Regions from separate parts of the Gossypium hirsutum genome. Here region 2 is linked to region 1. The links are chromatin contacts, called in public Hi-C maps. All regions are on one chromosome and are shown on one strand. Each heading gives the region's core, a stretch centred on a gene start, on an enhancer-like site or on the middle of the called end of the contact. The rest is flanking DNA. Distances are from core to core; before and after follow the strand shown. Region 1 holds the start of LOC107918313 (auxin-induced protein X15). Region 2 holds the start of LOC107920542 (pentatricopeptide repeat-containing protein MRL1, chloroplastic).

Region 1 (3,958 bases), core at 1,094-3,593:
CATCATGTGGCCAGCATTGCAACAAGCCTTGCATGGGATGGATCATATTTTACCTGCAATATCTTCAAGGACAGTTCCTCAAAATTGACTCATTATACCAAACAAAACTAACCTACACATTTTCAATAAATCGAAACTTTAAGCAAGAATGGTAAACGAAAAAAGAGGATTCAAATCGAAACCTGAAGAGATTTGTGCCTTCTGCTTTCATGTTTATCCATACTGTATAGTTTAGACAAATGATTTTAGGATAGGATCAATTATGATATGTGATAAAGAAGAGGACCGAGACAATGATTATTGAATATTAAGCCTTATATGATTTTAGCTTTTACAATTCTAAGCAAGGTCGAGATAATATGTCCATGGTGAACATTATAAAGGGTTTCATGAGTGTATCAATGTCTTCTCATTATAATGAGTTATAATTAACTCGTTCAGAGTGCTTATATCATTAGATCAGTGATAACAAAATAGGGAAAAGAAACAAATGTTTCAGGTAAGCTACCTTTAACCCTTTGTTACAGCTTCATCAGACACGAATTTAGAGAAAAGTTGGTGTCGTTTTTCAATCCAATGATTGACAGTACTCCTGAAAAGGAGCAATATGAACTGCACAATTGATTTAACAGGAGCAAAATTTGAGAATAGAATAGCTGTAATTTGTATTAAAATAATTACTAAGAAGAGTATATTACATTTGATCATCTCTTTCTACCAAATGAATAGAAGGATGGACATCAATGGTCAAAAATTGTTTCAGCTGATTAATTAATTATTTTTAGCACTAGGAAACTAAAGCAAGCTTGAAGTGAGATTAACGAATATCTCTTATCTGCAAGGAATTGTGAGACCACCCATTGGATGACTGAATCTGAATTCTTCCTCTGCTATACTTAACAATTTCTGAAACGAAGGCTGATTCAAGAATGAAATTGGAACTATGAACCTCCTCTTTTGGCTCTCCCCAACATACACTGCAAAGTATCCTTTGGGAACATGGGTTGAGGTGAGGCTGCTTGATTTGCAAATAGTTTAGAGTGACGAAGAATCTGCTTAGCATGCATAAGTTTTGTCATATGGATAGCCATTACTGTGAAGAAGATCAGAGAAGACTCTAGAAAATGAATGGTAAGATTTGTTTGTAGAGGAGGATGTGAGAATGCCTTGGCTGTGGTGTGGATAATGCACTTTTTTATATAGATGGAAGAATGTATTTAGGAAACTAATTGTTGGAACATTTTCAAATATTTATAGGGTTCCAATAGCTATAAATGAATGGGTATAATTAATCAAAAGTTATATTATTTGATTTTTTGAAAAAGAATTATAACTATTTAAATAATATTATTTGAATAGTTATAATATTAAATGAATAATTATGTGTTTATTTTAAAAACATTATTATTCAGAAGACACATGAAAATTTCTATAAATAGAAATGAGATTTTATTTGGAAATCACACCAACAAATTCTAATATTTTTTCTTTCCTTCTTTCATTTTCTAATATTATTAGATTATTTTATAAAGTATTATTGCAGAAATTATTTATAAAAATTGAGTTTCTTGTCATACATTGCTCAGTGTGTAATGGGTTATTCTCGTCAGTGCAATACGCAAATAGTCATTGGCTTCATTGTATCCTCGAGCTTAATTTGCTTGGAACTCATTTGCACACCAAAAATAGGTGAGGGCAAATATAACCTTAAAGATAGTGACTTGATACACGCCTTGAAGTCTTGTCCTATTTCTTCTTTTTCTGTTCGAGTTCCGTTCATGTGTTCGAGATTTTCATATTTGTACTAACACTAATGAAGTGCAGATTGAGTGGTTATAATGCATTCTGGTGGGGTTTGGTTAGAAGTCATAAGAAGTTCAAGATCACATGCTTTTGTCTTCCAATAGATCATCAAGAACTAGGTTGATATTGAGACTACATTTGTTAAAATGCATTATTAGCCAGCCATTAATGGACCCAAACTGAAATCAAGGAGATTTGGGATAAGAAAAGTTTCTTTTGTTGATGACATGATTTAGAACTTGGTAGATATATCTGTGGTTTCAGTCCTTTTGAGGTCTTATATGTCTCAAGCATGCCTAACACAGATCACGAAGGTCTGGGTCGGTTTGTCTTACTGGAAGGGCTAGCCAAACTTTTCATTACCATGTTTGCCATGGTATTGTTGATAAATGAGTTGGAAAACAACACCATGTGATTCTCCATTCCCCATTACTGATCAGACTCACTCCAGCAATTGGCCTTTCCTCACTCATTCAACATACTCCACTTGATAGACCAACATTTCCCTCGTAACCGTTACATCTATATATATAGGTAATGATAACATTTATCTTCACATTCTCAATTACTAAACTTCTTCCTTTCTAGAGGCACAAATCCATCAAAAACAAAGAAAACTATGGCTATCCGCCTCCATCAATTGAAGATTTTGTTTCTTTTCTGAATTTCCGACGCTCCCTTGTTCTTGTTCGATCTTTAATTCTACCGTACATGATCTACCTTGGTCTAAAATTACTTCCTGCTACCACTTTTCTTGTGCGTATTATGAGTAGGATTCTAAAAAATCAAATCTGTCCATAATTTACAGAATCTGCAGATTCAGGCCATCCTTTAGCAGGGGACCAAGTCCTTTAATTCAGTGTGAGGTGAGAAAATTAAAGAGACAAGAAAATGTGACTACTAAATCATTTAATTAAACTTTAATTCCGGATTTTAATCCCTGAAAATTGTGTAAACTTGTTTTTTGTTCAAGGAAAGTCAAAGAAAGGAATAAATAAATAGTCAATTACTTGTATCTTGAAGTGATTTACTTTCTTTTTTATACTTTTCAGTCATTCAGCACACACACATATATGTTTCTAAGTTCTCTTATATTTTTATAAGTTGCTGGATTTGATCATTCTAGGAGTAATATCACATGTTTAGGGGCTTAATGTTGCGCTTAAATCATTCACTCCTTTGGATTAGGCCACAGTTCTTATCATCACTCCTCCATGATGTTTCAAGCAGCAGCATCGCATGAACTGATTGGCTTCCTCGTTCTTGTGTCTGGCAATGATGAAAATAAACAGGGTAGAGATTGCAACTCCTTGAGAATTGACAATTATTTAGACTATGAAGTCATTTTATCCTAATGATAGTTGAAGATTTCTTTGTCTAATCCATGGATCTCTTGTGATTCTGGAGGATTAGCAATAATACCATAAATTACAAGGTTGGTTCGTGCTTTAGTTCAATCAATCACTCCTTTAAAAATCGAGGCTCAACTGACCAAGTTCTTTAGGGCTTCCTTGTTGAATGCACCATACAAAGTCACATGGACTGCTAACTTGTTTGTTTATGTGTTCAAGCAAACATGTAGGACCGTACTTATCGACTGATAGTTGCTAGTGGAGATTATCATTTTGATATTTTTCTGGTCTGCACTTCATTGCATTTCATCCATATGATCTGCTAAGTGTTTATTAAGTGAAGTCATCATCATCTGGCCTTGATTCAATGATATTAGTATTTCAAATGGGCCACTTTTGTTGGTTTCATTAAATGGTGAGCTCTAAGGTACCAAACTTGTTGAAATATTATGATTTGTTGGGATGCAAGGCCATGTGATTCCTCCCAATACATGTCTCCAAACCATTCACTCTTCACCACTCAATTAGCCTGAGACTGCTGACCCTACACCATTTGCTCTTTATAAATACAGATTCTAATGGATAGCTTCACCCAGCGCCAAAGCCTTTCCTAGCAGGTTCTCTAAGTTACTCACATTTCCTCATCCTAACTATCTCATAAAAAAGCCATGGGTTTCTGCTTGCCAAGAATTGTTAATGCTAAGCCTAGTCTGAAACGGAGCCTTTCATCTTCGGAGACAACAATGGTGCCCAAAGGCCACTTTGCTGTTTATGTTGGAGAAGTTGATGAAAAGAAGCGATTC
Region 2 (4,213 bases), core at 374-2,873, 140 kb after region 1:
AGAATTCTTCGCTGATAATGCATCTTTGTTTAGTTCACTGTTCAGCTTCAGCTTCAGTGAAGAAAACTTATTGCTATTTGAAGAGAGAAAATGAGAAGACACTGGTTTTAGAGTCAAGTTTGATGAAGATTTTGCCCCCAAGTGATCAGCCTCGTAGAAGGTGTGAAGCTCTTCTCTGCCGGATTCTCTGAATATGTCATAATTTCTAACTTTATCTTCTCCGATAAGGACAACAGCATCTTCTACTAGTACAGAAGAAGCACTAGACTTGGGTTCCACAGCTAGTCTAGGGTAATCAGCTTCAAATTCATTTACTCGTTCTTCCAAATGAAGTCCTGACCTTTGTGTTGCAAAGGTAAATGGCTGTCCTGCTCCTGATTCAAGCAGCACAGTAGGTTGAAGAGGTAGAACAGTAGTTCCAGATTCTTCAAGAACATCAGAATCATTAGCATTAAATGCAAGAAAATCAGCACCATTCGACTCTGATGCCTTAGTCAACATGGAATCACCATTCACCACAGCAGTTTCTTGCAAAAGCACCTCTTTACTTTCAGAAGCATCATTCACTTCCTTCATGTGCTCTGTCAAACCGCCATTTTCTTTTGCAAAAGTATCCCTTTGAAGATCCCCCGTTTCCAAAATCTGATGGTCAGCAGTCTGGATCACCACATCTTTTCCTTGTCGTTGTTGACGTAAGGCAGAACGTGACGAACCAGATACCTGTGCATGGGCATCATAATCGAAAAAGTTAGTCACGTCTAAAAAAACTCAACTAAATCCAAAGGCAACCCAAATTTCAGAATTTAGAGAATCCTAATATAGAAAGGAAAATCATCAGAATTACCATGAAATAAACAGTGCACCCAAGTTAGTTCTGCAACAATTATAATATAAGCATCAAGGCATATTAATTTATGATCAAAAACGTCTTCTGAATGTTTAAACCAACTTTCTCATTTTTAGCTGTGCATTCTCAAAAACTTCTTCTGAATGTTTAAACCAACTTTCTCATTTTTAGCTGCGCATTCACAACTCAAAATTTTCAAGCCTTCTCGGATAGTTCTTTCCATAATAACCATAATCCCAAGTCCCAACACTTGAATAATGAAAACCAGCTACTGAAAGAAGAACACAATTCAGCAGAACTTTAGCTAAACCAGACTTCAATTCAATCAGTTAAGTAAACTCACCTTTTTTGAAGTCTGACTCTTTCTAAAAAATTGATTATAGAAAGCAAGAGATAAAGCAGATAAAGCGGTTACACCGATGACAACGAAAACCAAATTGGAGTCGATAGAAGCTCTGGAAACAAAGCGGGGAGGTTGGAAGCGCAGAAAGGCCAAGTTTTTGCGTTTCTTTCGGAGGGAAGAAGCACCTCCGGGAGGCCAGAGGGAGTGAGTGAAACCAAGGAATTGTCGGCTGATTAGAGGACGGGTAGTGGAAGAGGAGAATGGGTAAGAAGGTAGGAAATTTGGGGTTTGGAATTTTGGAGACAAGAAGATTAAGTTGGAATCCATTGAAAGAAGCTCAAAGAAAAGAAAAGAGAGGATAGGGTGGCAAAAGAGAGAGGAGAGGAGCTTATCGAGTTCAACGAAATGAACGATGTTCTGTTTCAGTAGTTATTAGTGATCCACTACCGGATATTGTTGCTGACGTAGCAAAAAATGCCTCTCCTTTCTTTTCTTCAATTAAAATGTTATTTTGCAAAGGAAAAGAGAAAAACTAAAAAAGGTTAATTTCCAAGGTCAAATTCTGCTACTCACAGTTTTTATTCTTCAATTAGATAAATTTTAGTTATTTTATTTTGATTAATTTTAGTTTCTGTGGTTTTTTGAATTAATTATTTTTAATTTATGTATTTTGAAATTTTGAAATTTTAATACAGACTTAAATGATAGTAATCAAATTTATTTGGTTAAATTTTGTTATCAGTGATATACTATGTTTAAAGTTGGTTCATTTTCTTCAATTAAATCATTCTTAGTCTCTATATTTTTTGAATTTAAAAATTTTAATTTTAATACAAAAGATAACCTTTAATATATTAACTTACTTTCTATAAGCAATGTGTGAAAATAATAAACTGAAAAATAAATGTAACAAAACTTAATAAATTTAATAATTATTGTTGAAGTTTTGAAGCAATAAGAATGAAGTGCATAATATGCCATTATTTGTGATGCACATGTTGAGTTACTTCTATTCTTGTGAGGGAAGAATGTTGGAGACATTTATTATATTTTTGGCTTTGAGAATATGCCTAATTTTTTTACATAGAGTTATTGAGGTTATTACTTGCAAGATTGTTAATATAAATCTGCTTTTGCTGAATTATTATTATTAATTTTTAAAGTTTAAAGGAATTATCAATGTGTTAATCGTTAACGTATCATAATATTTTATTATTATTGATATTAAAATCTTTGTTGTGTTGATAGAGTTTGTCATTCACTATCTACGATGAGTGTTTTCTATTTTTTTCTCTCTGAATCGTATGGTTCATTCATTGAATTGAGAATAATTGACTTGAAATGTATATGAAAGTATGGACTAAATTAAGCTTGCCTGCTCCATATAATGAAATTATTTTAAACTTAATTCAAGTATTTATTGGGTGATATTTGACAAATTTAAGGGGCTAAATTATCAATAAATGCCAAAAATTTTTAAAATTTATCAGATTATGTCTTATTTTGGAAGAATTACAAGAATAGGCTAATTTTACGAAACGCTTTTAGCTGGAAGCTTTTTAGGTGAAATTCAGAAAAACGAGTCCAAGTGGAAATGTTGTCAAGTGATTTGCAAAAAACGCTTTCAACTAGAAGCGCTTTCTACCATATCAGCACTAAAAGTGAAAGCACCAATTTTTTTATTGGACTTTTTTTATAACGATAATATTTGTACAATAGTTTATAGTGTTTTATTTTGTTAGAATTTAATGTTATATAAAATTGCCTTTAATTTTTAAAAATTGAGCGTAGTCTTTTATTAGTTGAAAGAGTAAGCAATTTCACATTGCTTAGGAATAAGCTGTAAATGGATTATAAATTTATATATACCCATATCTCACATCGTTTAAAAAAAGGTAAATGAGACTTGGGGTCTATATAAAGATTTGTTTTGTAAGTTTTATTTTTACATTAATAGGTGGTACTAAAAAATTAAAAAAAAATGATTGTTGCTGCAACTTTTAGTGTTGATGTGAAGCTCAAAAAACGCTTCCAATTGAAAGCCTAAAAACCTTCCAACTAGAAGCTTTTTCATAAAATTGGCATATTCTTGTAATTCTTTAAAAAAATGGCCTAATTTAGTAAAATTTTAAAAAAGTTGGCATTTATTGATAATTTAGTCAATTTAAGGTAGCATTTATAATTTCATATTTTTTTAGCGTGAGACTTCTTCATTGAAAAAAATGTTAAATTTATTTAAATTGCAATTTATATTTATACATTTCAATGAAATTCTTAAATAAAAAAATTAGAAAAATTTTTATTATTAGACATTACGAAAATGTTTTTGTTTCCAAAGCCATGCATTCATCACTAATTAAATTTATAGATTTAAATTATGAAAAAAAAAGCATTTAGAATTAACGTTGTTTATTGATTTAATTAGCAAATAAGTTTTATATTCTAGAGTAGCTATGAAAAGAATTATTTTTTCAATTATGAAAATATTTATGTTGCGTTTGTTTCAATTAAACAACTTCCAAAAAATAAGTTAAAGAAATTTATCAAATAACGAAAAATATTTTACATAAAAACATTCAAATGTAAAAAATTATCACAGTATCATACTATTTTTTCTAAAATACATTTTTCAAAAACTGTTTTTAGTGAATCAAATAGATACTAAATCCACAACTTACTATAAAAACTAATAATAAAATTTAACCAATTTCTAACATATTTTTTTTCATTTATGATCCAATTGTTAAATAAATATTTTTATTGGGTGATAAAATAACTTATAAAGCTTAACTAGTAATCATCCAATTAAGTCCTAGATATTGAAACACCCCTCACCAGTTCCGGTCACAGAAACCGAACAATAGAATGTTACAAATAAATACAATCCAATACGAACAATATATAATTTTTTAAAAAATCAGTTTATTATAATTAATTCATGGATAATGTGTTTACACATAATTCTTGTAATTATACACTATGCAACATAACAAATTGAATTCAATAAAGACCTATTTGAAATA

Evidence for each region. A called contact is a pair of places that touch in the nucleus more often than the background predicts.
Region 2: a contact with region 1 is called in a Hi-C map of leaf, with 2.7 times the contacts expected there. The contact joins the promoter of LOC107920542 here to the promoter of LOC107918313 in region 1. A contact is called at or near these places in 2 of 34 Hi-C or Micro-C datasets (both in leaf).

What each region holds. Positions count from the first base shown.
Region 1 is chrD13:24,941,511-24,945,468 of Gossypium_hirsutum_v2.1, forward strand. LOC107918313 (auxin-induced protein X15) reads left to right here and starts at 2,344. Exons shown (of 2, transcript XM_041108921.1): 1 at 2,344-2,669; 2 at 2,992-3,958. The coding sequence starts at 3,824. It also overlaps the pseudogene LOC107918315.
Region 2 is chrD13:25,081,044-25,085,256 of Gossypium_hirsutum_v2.1, forward strand. It overlaps LOC107920542 (pentatricopeptide repeat-containing protein MRL1, chloroplastic), which reads right to left and starts at 1,624. Exons shown (of 19, transcript XM_016850295.2): 1 at 1,191-1,624; 2 at 1-720. The coding sequence starts at 1,517.